Regions from separate parts of the Mus musculus genome. Here region 1 is linked to region 2. The links are chromatin contacts, called in public HiChIP or PLAC-seq maps. All regions are on one chromosome and are shown on one strand. Each heading gives the region's core, a stretch centred on a gene start, on an enhancer-like site or on the middle of the called end of the contact. The rest is flanking DNA. Distances are from core to core; before and after follow the strand shown.

The links. HiChIP or PLAC-seq counts read pairs in DNA pulled down with a chosen protein or histone mark.
Region 1: a contact with region 2 is called in a FOXA1 HiChIP or PLAC-seq map of pancreatic cancer cells. The contact joins the enhancer-like site here to the promoter of Nup155 in region 2. A contact is called at or near these places in 4 of 39 promoter capture datasets (the 3T3-L1 cell line, 3T3-L1-derived adipocytes, hippocampal neurons and 1 more) and 1 of 115 datasets of contacts at active chromatin or transcription factors (pancreatic cancer cells).

What each region holds. Positions count from the first base shown.
Region 1 is chr15:7,210,128-7,216,819 of GRCm38.p6, forward strand. Egflam (EGF-like, fibronectin type III and laminin G domains) reads right to left here. Exons shown (of 22, transcript NM_178748.6): 20 at 2,004-2,087. Among named protein-coding and RNA genes, the nearest start is that of Lifr, 84 kb to the left of the region's middle. Within about 2 kb of position 3,749, at least 28 of the 459 cell types and tissues checked have an H3K27ac peak or open chromatin away from gene starts, as enhancers often do. A contact at or near this core is called in pancreatic cancer cells, where this site is marked.
Region 2 is chr15:8,105,383-8,111,361 of GRCm38.p6, forward strand. It overlaps Nup155 (nucleoporin 155), which reads left to right and starts at 3,931. Exons shown (of 35, transcript NM_133227.3): 1 at 3,931-4,220. The coding sequence starts at 4,064.

The DNA.
Region 1 (6,692 bases), core at 2,499-4,998, 900 kb before region 2:
GCACAATAATTACAAAAATTAAACTTTTCTACAGTGTATGACTACTCTACCAACCATTTTGACCCACGGATATAAGCAGGGTATATTGACTGGTGTTCCTGAGGCAGCTGTTGGGATTAGATGAGGTTGGAATTGAGAGCCAAAGCATCTCACATTCCTTTAGAGATGCCTGTGTGCAACCTCTTTTGTAAATGAGGGAGAGAGAAATGAGCCTTACAAGCTGGATGCTGGGCATGGTTTGACGTTAGGTTGGACTCTGCATTTGACTTGTTTTCTAGAAAAAAATTGAGATCCAAACTTGCAAATATGCATTGTGGAAAGTCATTGGTTTTTTTTTTTTCCCCAACAACTAGAGATTTGGCTTATTAAGATCCCTACACATACATCTGGACTTTGAGGTGTCTGATAGCAGCCAAACACAGGCCGGTGTCTGTGTCTTCATATCCCTTCCTAGGTTCCAAGGTAGGCCACGTGGTCAGGGCAGGGGGCTGACTAAGGATGGTCTTAACACAGCCTACAGGGAAGTAGAAGATGAAGTTGATGATGCTGAGCACACATGGCCCTCAGACCTCACATAGTGTTAGGAGTAAGGACACTGTACTGGCTGGTTTTGTGTCAACTTGACACAGGCTGGAGTTATCACAGAGAAAGGAGCTTCATTTGGGGAAATGCCTCCATGAAATCCAGCTATAAGGTATTTTCTCAATTAGTGATTAAGGGGGAAAGGCCCCTTGTGGGTGGGACCATCTCTGGGCTGGTAGTCTTGGGTTCTATAAGAGAGCAGGCTGAGCAAGCCAGGGGAAGCAAGCCAGTAAGTAACATCCCTCCATGGCCTCTGCATCAGCTTCTGCTTCCTGACCTGCTTGAGTTCCAGTCCTGACTTCCTTTGGTGATGAACAGCAGTATGGAAGTGTAAGCTGAATAAACCCTTTCCTCCCCAACTTGCTTCTTGGTCATGATGTTTTTGCAGGAATAGAAACCTTGACTAAGACAGACACACAAGAAAATTATAAAGATACAGGAATGGTCTGCCCAAAGTGAATAAGACATCAGGGTGGCAATTAGCATAGGACGGCACAGATATGTCATGGGGGCTAGGTCAATTTATATGACTTCTAATGCTCAGGTAATATTCTTTCAGGGGGGGTTGCCTATGCAAGACATTAAATCCTCACCTAATTGAGCCACTAACAGGTGTTTTCCCACATATAACAATAAATACTGGCAACAATGTGGACCAAAGGGAACCCTTATAGACTGCAGGTAGGGATGTAAACTAGTTTAGCCACTGTGGGAATTAATATGGAGATACCTCAATAAGTCTAATGTTCCAGCTGTACTACTTACTCCTTGATAAAACCCCGAAGACTCTAACCGTACATGTCACAGGATACTTGCTCCTCAATGCCTGTCTCAGTGCTGTTCAAAAGCATCACAATAATAATAACTGTAGCTAAGTTACAGAAGCAACCTAGTACAGGCAACCACACAGTGGTTAGAGAAAATGTGATATGTATTTTTTTCCAGCCAGAAAGAAAGAAAGAAAGAACAAAAATTATATATTTTTAGAAAATGTATGCTCCTGGATAGAATCATATTAATCAAACCAAATCTCTTGTCTTGCAGAGATGAATATATGTTTATGTTTCTTTTTCTCTTGGGTGGTCTCTTTAATTACAGATAAATAAAATCATATATGTACATATGATATGGAAGTAGAAGTAAGATTGTCTAAGGGGACAAAGAGGGCCAAGGGAAAGGGTGGGGAAGATGGATATACGGTGGCAGTGTGTGTGTGTGTGTGCTCAGCATACATCTGCTTCCATTCAGAGCTAATGTAGGGGTTCATTTTCTGCCCACTGATCAGTCAAGGGTGTGGGCTTTGGTGGCAATATGAGACTGCCAGGAAAAAGGCGAGTTCGAGGGCAGTAAGGCTGAAAGAAAGCTGGACACACATCTGTTTCCTTGTACCTGGCTCCGTCTCCCTTTCTGTAGATGCTCACCTGACAGCCTTGACTCGGTGCCACCGGCCATCGCTGAAGGAACCGTTCACCATGATGGAAGCCACGCCACTGCCCAGGTTGTAGCTAAAGGTGTTAGGGACAAACCCGGAAAGAAACGATGAAACACAAAGATGCAGGGGGCTGCCCATTTGCAAAGGCTGTCGCTGTCCAAGATCACCCAGGGTGTAATGTCCTTAACCCAGGTAACCAGGCTGGCACAGAAGGTGGTCACTTTCCAGCTTAGTACACGAATGAATGGCATTTTACATTTGCAGATGTGGTAGGGTAAGCATTATACTTTACCATCTAAGTCATTTTATGTGTACCTTTCAGGACTATTAAGAATATCCATATGTCACTAACATTTAGGATACTTCCATCTTGCAAAATAGATACTGCATAGTTCTAGCCCCACTCTCCCCCAAGCCCTGAACACCACTGTTCTACTCGTTAGCTTCGACTACTCCAGATACCCAATTAAGTAGAATCACAGGGCAGGTGCCTTTTTGTGATGGCCTCACTTCACAGTGTAAGGCCGCCAAGGTGATCCAGGCACACGTATGGAAGCATTGTAGCTACAGCACTGGAATCAATGAGAAGACCTTATCATCTGCACCACTTTGCACAGCATTTCTCTGAGATTCCTGCCCACCATGAACCTTGGAATATGGCCGTGTTTGGAAAGAGGGTCTGGTGTAGTTAGTTAAGACGAAGCCACAGTGGGTTAGAGGGACATTCCATCAGTATGACCGATACCATTGTATGGAAAAAATCTGAACACAGAGACACATGGGGGGAAATGATCTGTGATGATGAAAGCAAAGACTGAAACTATGTATCCATCTATTAGCTAGAAACAGGAAGACTGCCACTCAGCGCCAGAAACACCAACAGAACCCCCTTGGTCCTGCCAAGGAAGCAGTTCTGGTGACATATTGAATTTTGTATTTCTAGTCTCCAGAACTGTACAAACATTGATTTTGGGGTGGGGGCTTGTAGGGTGTTTATATGTTTTGTTGGTTTTTTTTTGTTTGAGACAGGGTTTCTCTGTGTAACAGCCCTGGCTGTCCTGGATCTCACTTTGTAGATCAGGCTGGCCTCGAACTCACAGAGGCTCACCTGCCACAATCCCCCCAAGTGCTAGGATTAAAGGCGTGCACCACCACACTTGGCCAAACATTGATTTTTTTTTTTAATGTTATAAATTTCATGATAATTTATTACAGAACTCCTGGGAAAGTACTAAGCACTTTCATGTTAAGAAAGAGAGAGAGAGAGAGAGAGAGAGAGAGAGAGAGAGAGAGAGAGAGAGAGAGAGAGAGAGAGGAGGGGAGGGGGAGGGGAGAGGGAGGGAGGAGGGAAGGAAGGAAGGAAGGAAGGAAGGAAGGAAGGAAGGAAGGAAGGAAGGAAGGAAGGAACCCAGTATTGTAGAGTAAGCTGAACTCTAGAGATGAAGAGAATTTGCTTGAAATCACAGAGGTGAGATATAAAATTGAGTTTCATGTATTCTCTACCCCCCCTTTAATATCAGACCTACCTTGTCCATCTCAATTCCCAGATACTTTGACATCCTCAAGGACTCAGAAGTCATGGGTGTGCTTCCCAGGAGAAATAGCCCTCTCCAGGCACTCACAGCTCATTCCATGATTTTAATTTGATTCAATCCAGCAAATATTTAGTGAGTGACTACTCCAACCTGGGCAGGGGGCCAATTGCCTAACCTTCCCTGGATAACACAATCAGACCATGTGCTCAAACATCCAGAGAGAGGGGCCCACAGGGGCAGCTTTGTCCTCATTGTGGGAAGAGAGGTGTGTACACACTGTGGGGGGCAGGGGGGGGAGAGGAAGGCTGTTGAGAATAGAAAGCATTTAGTTTTCCCAGAGAAAGTTCTACAGCTCGTTCATTTCCTAACAGAGACCCACAGAAACAACACAGCCACAGCACTGAACCGAGGATAGAAGCTGTGAGATCTTGGCAAACCAAGGGACAAGGCTGCCACCAGACCCTAAAATCTATACCGTTTTATAGCACATATTCCTACAGCAAGTGTCTCCTATGAAAAAATAGCCTGAAGATAGGGATTTGGAGAATTCTTTATGTGCGAGCCAAATGCTTTTTACAGAAAAGAATGAACCTGGGCTGAGTGATTGTTTAGAGGCTAAGGATGCTTTCCAGGAATCATGGCAGCCAGGGTTCAAGCCCCAAGACCCTCATGGTGGAAGGACAGAACTGGCTCCCATAAGTTATTCCTCTAATCTCCACCTGTGCACTATGGCACGTGCGCGCGCGCGCGCACACACACACACACACACACACACACACACACACACACGCGCACACACACACACACACACACACACGCACACACACACACACACACACACACACACACACACGCGCGCGCGCGCACACACACACACACGCACACACACGCACGCACACACACACACACACACACACACACACACACACACACACACAGAGTGTAAATAGGTGTGGGGAATGACCATGAAGCAGAAGCAGAGCTGAGGGGTTAGTTAACTCACTGCATGTGGCTTGGCTGAGCCAAATAACATGGTTGGCAGAGCATGGATATTCACATTCTACAGACCTGCCCAGATCCTCAGTCTTGTCAACTTTACCAGCTCCATGACCTAAGATGATTTGCCTAATTCTCTCAAATACGGGCAAGACGCTTTCCCTGCAAGACTATAGAGACAGTTGACGAACACAGGACACAGTAGGGCATACATAAATAATGCTACCATGCCAAAATTGTGGGATTTGGTGAATCTTACTCAGGAGGTTGACAAGTTAACTTCCTGAGGTCTCCTCTGGGAGCGCAGCCCTGTGGCGACATGAACCCAAGGTGATAAACATGTAACTAACATGTCAGGAATGCCCAGGTCCTGCAGTCAGGTGACCTATGTGTAACTGTAGGGAGCCACACCTGAGTGTGGCAGTCTGTGTTCCTGTGACTGAAACATTTTCATTGTATTAGAACCAGGTGAAACAAGGGTGGGCTTCATTGTTTTCTGCAGCCGTTGGCTCTCTTACTTGAAGGAACAGGACATGCACAAGGGAGTTCAAATAGAGGTTGGCAGACAAAAATCCCACCATCATTTAGGTGGGGCAAATCGGTTAGTTTCTTCATGACTTAACTTTCCAGTCCAGACTCCATAATTTCAGGACCTGCAGAGAGCCATCTCTTCATACTGTCCCTAGATTATTTTATATGCACCATATACATGGTCTCAAACTTACAGTGTAGCGGAGACTGGCCTGCAAACCCCCCACTGTCCCATTTCTACTTCCCAAGTATTGAGATCATAGTTATTCATCAACATATCTGACTCTACATATTGTAAGCTTCCCCAGACTGCCCACTGAGCAGATGTGCACTGCACAGGAAGGATGCCTAGCTACCAAGCCAATCACTGCACAGGAAGGATGCCTAGCTACCAAGCCAATCACAGCACAGGAAGGATGCCTAGCTACCAAGCCAATCACTGCACAGGAAGGATGCCTAGCTACCAAGCCAATCACTGCACAGGAAGGATGCCTAGCTACCAAGCCAATAAGGTCCTCCATGTTTGACTTGCTGCTCTATCAATGTTCCCTGACTCTCACTACTGAGTCCTAAGTCACCTAGTGTGGTGTGTACCAATGGCTGACAGACTAGCCACCAAGGCGGGACACACACACAGGTATACACACAGACACAGACACAGACACAGACACAGACACACACAATCACACACACACACATCCTCAAAGCTCTCCCTCCACAGGTATGTACTTCCTCTAACTACGCCATACCCACTCCAGCAAGGACACACTCACTCCAACAAGGCCACACCTCCTAATAGTGCCACTCCCTGTGTGCCAAGCACTCAAACACATGAGGCTATGAGGGCCAAACCTATTCAAACCACCATGGCTAGAAAGTCTAGAAACTTGAGTATACCGCATTATCTCAGAGTCTCCCTCCTGTTTGTACTAGAAACATTGCGATCTTAAGAGTGAGTGTGTGCACCCTGGAGAATAGTGTACACTCTAAACCTCTCTGATGCAAGTTCCTCAAGGCCAGAATATTTTGCTCTGATTTATTTATCCTTTTATTTTTTTGTTGTTTTATTTTGAGACGAGGCCTCTTGTAGTAGTACACATTGCCTATAGATCTCATTATGAATCTGAAAATGGATCGCTTCTCGGCTTTTTGGTTAAGATCAAGTGTGTGAATCTGAAAGTGGCCTTGAACTCCTAACCTTGCTTCCACCTCAGAAGAGCTGGGATGACGGGCGTGTGTAGCCATACCTTCCCACCAAAGCCTCCGAACCAGCCTTTTCTCTCACAGACAAGGAGCCAGGGGCTGAGAGAAGTTGGCAGTTTATGTGAGCTCACACAGCCATGGGAATCAAGTATGTGGAACCCTGAAGCCACTTCAGATCCAGTTTCTCAGGGTGGGCTTTCTAGAACACTTGGGTGCTTGCTGCCAATAAAATCCCACACTAACTCCATCAGAGCCTGGGGTGGGCAAGCCCAGGAATCTACGTAGGGGACAAACTCCCTAGTGACGGTGACTCACTGTGTGCTTGGCTTTTTAGATTACCTGCTTACATCATAGACCTGCTTGCTCCCAGCCCATTGTAGCCTTTCCGGTGCATCCCTGTGGAGTGGATGGAT
Region 2 (5,979 bases), core at 2,681-5,180:
TTTCTCTAATGCCACATTTCTTTTAGTTTTTTGAGACAGGGTTTCTCTGGCTGTCCTGGAACTCACTCTGTAGACCAGACTGGCCTCGAACTCAGAAATCTGCCTGCCTCTGCCTCCCGAGTGCTGGGATTAAAGGCGTGCGCCACCATGCCTGGCTTTAATGCCACGGTTCTGAAAGGGTGTATATAGCAAGCACCTTGAGTACTATAGTCACGCTATCATAGAGTTGGCATTCTATGTAAACATAGGGGATATAAATATTTGTTTTACAATTAGACAGATTAAATTAAACGTCTCGTTAGTTATTCAGATTAAGGAGCTGGAGAGAGTGCTCCATGGTTAAAAACGCTCCCTGCTCTTTTAGAAGACCTGTCTGGTTTCCAAGCACCTACATTGGGCAGCTGACATCTCCTGTACCTCCAGGTCCAGGCTGTCAAATGCCCTGTTGTCTCCATGGGCATACACACATGCACACACGCATGAACACACATTCACACAGACACATAATAAAAATAAATCCTTGTTTTCAGATTAAATAAAAGATCCAAAGTATCTCTCCTTCAGCAGTCTGATTTCCTGAAAACAGATATAATTAACAGGGGTTAGCAGATGCTCAGGACAGCAGTATTAAGAAAAATAACAAAAATTTGGGAAGTCCAAGAATTTTTTTTTTAATTGAGGCTGGGTATGGCAGATGACAAGTGTAATCACAGCTACCCTGATCCTTGAGGGAGGGAGGGAGGAGGGCTGCAAATTTGAATCCTTTGTGGGCTACATTGTGAGTTGTTCAAGGTCAGTCTAAGCAATGTAGTAAAACCTAGTCTCACCACAAAAAGAAAAAAGAAAAGCCAGGCAGTGGTGGTGGAAGCTTTTAATCCCAGCACTTGGGAGGCAGAGGCAGGTGGATTTCTGAGTTCGAGGCCAGCCTGGTCTGCAGAGTGAGTGCCAGAAGAGTGGCCCACATCCATTACCATGGTTCCCTGATAACTTTTTTTTTTTTTTTTTATTATTATATGTAAGTACACTGTAGCTGTCTTCAGACACACCAGAAGAGGGAGTCAGATCTTGTTACGGATGGTTGTGAGCCACCATGTGGTTGCTGGGATTCGAACTCTGGACCTTCGGAAGAGCAGTCGGGTGCTCTTACCCACTGAGCCATCTCACCAGCCCCCCCCCTGATAACTTCTAACAGTAGTTAGAAATTGATTCCTGGTTCCAGAAACTGTTTCCAGGACAGCCAGGGCTATACAGAGAAACCCTGTCTCGAAAAGCCAAAATAAATAGATAGGTAAATAAATAAATAAATAAAGGCAAATCGTAACTGTTCTGGGCAGGTGGCTGCCTTGCCTACTAAAGTGTCTTTCTGTGGAAACAAAGCCTCTCTTCCCATTGCTCTCTATGCTACTGAATTCTGTATACACCCCATTAGAAAATCTACAACCAGCCCCATTATTATAGTACTTTTCATTTTCTGTTTATGAAAAAGTGTTGATCCCAAAGATGAAAGGACAAAGATCACCATGGCCAAATTAATTAAAGCAAGCAATTAATTAAAGCAAGCTATTTTATTCATGTACACTGGCTGCCTACCCCTCAGGACAGGTCAGCTTTGGATGTAAGGAAGACAAGGCTTTTTATAGTTTAGGGGTAAGCTGTTGGGTTTTTTGTTTTTGTTTTTTAACAAAATCTCAGCCGTTTGATTTTATCAATGAAGACTTGGGAGCCAGATGCTGGGGGGACAGCCTGCTAGTTCAGAGACCCAGAGAAAGCACCCAGTTGACCATCTTCCTCAGCTGATACTCCAGAAGCAATGCCCCTCTTTCTCCCACTCCCACTCAAAAGAACCTCCAGACAACTAAATGCTCCTCCCTTCTACTCCCTATGTGTCTCTGTCCTCCTGACTCCCTCTTACTCTCAAGACTTTTTTCTTAATAATCCTATGGTCACTTCCTGTCAACTGGCCGCTTGTTCTGCCTCCTGACCTATGGTTGATTTTATTTAACCCTGTTTACATTATTCAAGCAGAAAGCTGTTGAATTAAAAGTATATGTTTAGGCTGACCCATACCACAACTAAAACCAGGCTTTCCCAGTAAATAACACAATATCAGGGTTCATGGTGTGATCAAATATCCTGCAACAGTAGGGGGTTCACAAACGGGGGATTGGATGGACAGAGCAGGTTGGGTTATAGGAGAGGAACAGAGACAAAGACATGGTTGCAAGATGGGCATGACAAGGCGGTTATAACAAGGTAGGCATAGAACATTCTTGTTTCTTTGTTTGGGTTTTTCGAGACAGGGTTTCTCTGCATGACAGCTCTGACTGTCCTGGAACTTGCTTTGTAGACGGGGGCTGGCATTGAACTCACATTCGGCCTACGTCTGCCTGCTAAGTGCTGCGATTAAAAGCATGCACCATCAGCTCCTGGCCATGTAACCTTTTGAATCAAAGTAGGGTTGCAAGATGATTATAAACGACTTTTTGAAACAAAGACATGATTGCCATTCCTGGAACACTTGGTACAGAACCATTTGTAGTTAAGGCTGTGGGGAGCGGGGCATAGGCTAATCCCTGAGAAACAGAGGTTTGATTATAAACAGGCATGAACCTAGTTTGTTTTTTATTGTAAGCTGTCTTTTAAACGTAAGATGGAGGCAGGCTGATTCTTCGAAAGGTCTCAGTACATAGCCCAGTCTGGCTTCCAACTACAGGTGCCTGCCTCTATGCCTGGACCTTGAGAGGCATTTACTTTGTCTCTGTAAAAGTGTAGTAATTTGGTATTCCCAACAGCAGGCACGATTCCTGACACAGTACATACTCGGTTTCCTAGAATCAGACCATCTGTTGAATGCATCCATTATTTAATATCCTTGTGCTCTGAGATGAGAACAGATGGATCAGATGAGTGTTCTCCCAAGGCAACAAGGGAGAAAGGTATACAGCAAGAACAAACACTTTTTTCTTCTTTTTCTTGAGACAGACTCTCAAGTTTACTACAAACTTGCCACACAGCCGAGGATGAACTTATCCTCCTGCCTCCACTTCCTAAATCCGCTGGCAGGACCCATCACACAGTATCTCCCTTCCCGCCTCTGTTTGTTTTGAGTTAGGAACACATTCCGTAGCACGCTATCTGGAACTCACCAAATGACACAGTAATCCTTTTGCCGAAACCATAGGACGCGTATTAACAGGCATGAGACACCGTCCAACGCTGACCTCCAACCAAAAAATTTCGCAAAGCCACAAAGCCAATGACCCAGACACGCACATGGGAAAATTCAATAAATTCTTTCTTGGGGGCCGGGGGGGGGGGTGGTGGTTGAGACAGTGTTTCTCTGTGTAGCCCTGTCTGTCCTGGAACTCACTCTGTAGACCAGGCTGGCCTCGAACTCAGAAATCCGCCTGCCTCTGCCTCCCAAGTGCTGGGATTAAAGGCGTGCACCACCACCGCCCAGCAATCCAATGAATTCTTAATTCACCCCCATTATTTGAAACGCTGTGAGTTTCTGGCTCACAGGTAAACTTTCTGGAACTAGCGATCAATTTCTAACTACTGTTAGAAGTTATCAGGGAACCACGGTAATGGATGTGTGCCACTCTTCAGCCGTCGCCACATTCCAAACTGGGGGTGGGGCTCAAAGCAAAGAATCAGCACGCGCGATGTCACCACCGCACAGGCGACCGCAAGGGGACATCAACCCCACTCCAGCACCCGAAGTTCCTCTTCCCTCTCCCCCCCGCCCCGCCCCCAGTCCCCTCCCCTCTCCCGTATCCTCTTCCCTTCTCCTCCTCCCTTCCCTAGGCCATCTCCAAATTCAACTCTAGTCTCCTCCCTCACGCCTTCGCCAATGTCCGACACTCAACTGCTTCCTCTTCCCGTCCCAGAAGCGGCGTCTTCCAGTGCCGGGGAGGACGAACCGGAAGTGCGTCATGACCTGGCGCCCAGTTATTCGTTTTCCGCGCGCGTTCCGAGGAGCGGTTTTGGGCTCTCTTCGTTTTTCTCACGGTTCTCCACGGGTTTGGAGTGTTTCTATAAGGCGGTGGCCACGATTGCCGACATGCCATCGGTGCTGGGCTCTATGATGGTGGCCTCTACGTCGGCCGCCGCCTCCCTGCAGGAAGCTTTGGAAAACGCGGGGAGGCTTATCGATCGACAGTTGCAAGAAGACCGCATGTACCCGGACCTTTCTGAGCTGCTCATGGTGTCGGCCCCAAGTGAGTGATCGGTCCACTGGACGCTCTGTTTCCCCACCATAGGATTCTAGTCCGATTCCCCTGTCTTCTTCTCTGTACGTTGGTGCCCTCGTGAACATTCAGAGATTAGGGCTTGGTTTCTTGAAAACACGACAAACAGCAACCGACTTTTAGCTTTTATTGCTTATTTCTTCTTGTCTACACTTTATTTACTGTAGATACTCGAGGAGGTAAGAGCAAACTCATTAAGTCCAAATGAGAAGAATCCTCTGATCCAGATTCCATTTCTGTGCATTTTTTGCTTCGATAATGCTCGCTCAGAAAAGCAAGCGAGTTAATTTGGAAATCTGCCGCGTTCTCTCAGAGTCATGTCATACGTGTAGAGTTAGTATATTTGTGAGTGCCGGGACTAACTAGGAAAGAAATATAGGGGTCAGAAGGCTAACTGACAGGGAGAGCAGAACTAAGTTTATCTGCCAACAGAGGAGATAATTTGGAAGAATTTGCCTTAACTTTTAAAACTTGTTACCAGCTAAAGGTTTGTGGAGTTGCATTAGTTGCTACAAAATGTTTCTTGTGAAATGAAAGTTGGAGAAAAACAGAAATGTAACATGCAGGTGAGACTTGGTGAGAAAAAAAAATGGGTGGGAGTAACTTAAACAGAATAATCAATCAAAAGTAGCCCAAAGCACATGAGCAATGACTTGTAAAAATCTATTAAGAGATTTTTATTTTTTTAACCAGAAATACTGACAGCAGCCAGATAGTGGTTGTCCATTCCTTTAATCTCAGCATTTGGGAGGCTGAGGCAGGCGGATCTCTGTGGGTTCCAGGCTAGGCTGGTCTATAGAGGGTGCTCCACAGCTGCCAAAGCTACACAGAAAAACCTTTAATCCCAGCACTTGGGAGGCAGAGGGAGACGGATTTCTGAGTTCGAGGACAGCCAGGGCTATACAGAGAAACCCTGGGGGGGGGTGGGGTCGTTGAAAAACCCTGTCGTGGAAAACTGAAAAGAAAAATACCAGAAGCAAAGATAGTCTTTGTACTTGACAAGTATTAGCAAATGAGCTTGCCTTTTTTGGAGCAGGGTCCAAAATTTTATAAAAACTTGCTTGACCTATTAGCTGCTATTGTCTTCATATGTCCAACCCCCTCCCACCCCCGCTTTGCTTTCTGATCCTCTCAAATGTGTAATCTCTTTAATATACTTTCCTCCTCATACTAATCCCTTTCCCTTCTAGCATTTTCCCCCCTCTGCCTAACAGGCTCCTCCCAGACAAGTTTTCTCTGATAGCCCTGGCTGTCCTGGAACTCCGTCCGAGATCTGCCTTCCTCTGCCCCTGAAGTGCTGGGTTAAAGGCATGGACATGGAAGCCTGGTTCCATCCAGTTCTTAGTAAAAGACCCTAGTTCTAAGTCAGGCATGGTGCTACATGCTTTTAATTTCATGCTCTTGGAGACAGAGGCAGCGAGATCTCTTTGAGTTTGAGGTCAGTCCGAATACATAGTGAGTTCTGACCAGAACAATAAAGTGAGACCCTGCTCCAAAAAAGGGAAGTCTTTAGTTTCTTTGAAAATTTTCTTGACCACTCACATTGTCATTGTCAAAGAAGTTATTCTTCCCTTTTGTATTTCCACTTCATTTCCTATGTGCATTGTTCTATTGAAATTGTATTTTAGGGCTAAGATTTATTTTTAGAAAGAACCCAGTGGAGAGGTGAACAGGAATGGTTATGTGAATGAACCATGCTGGGGCCAACATATCTATGATTGTTCAGCCA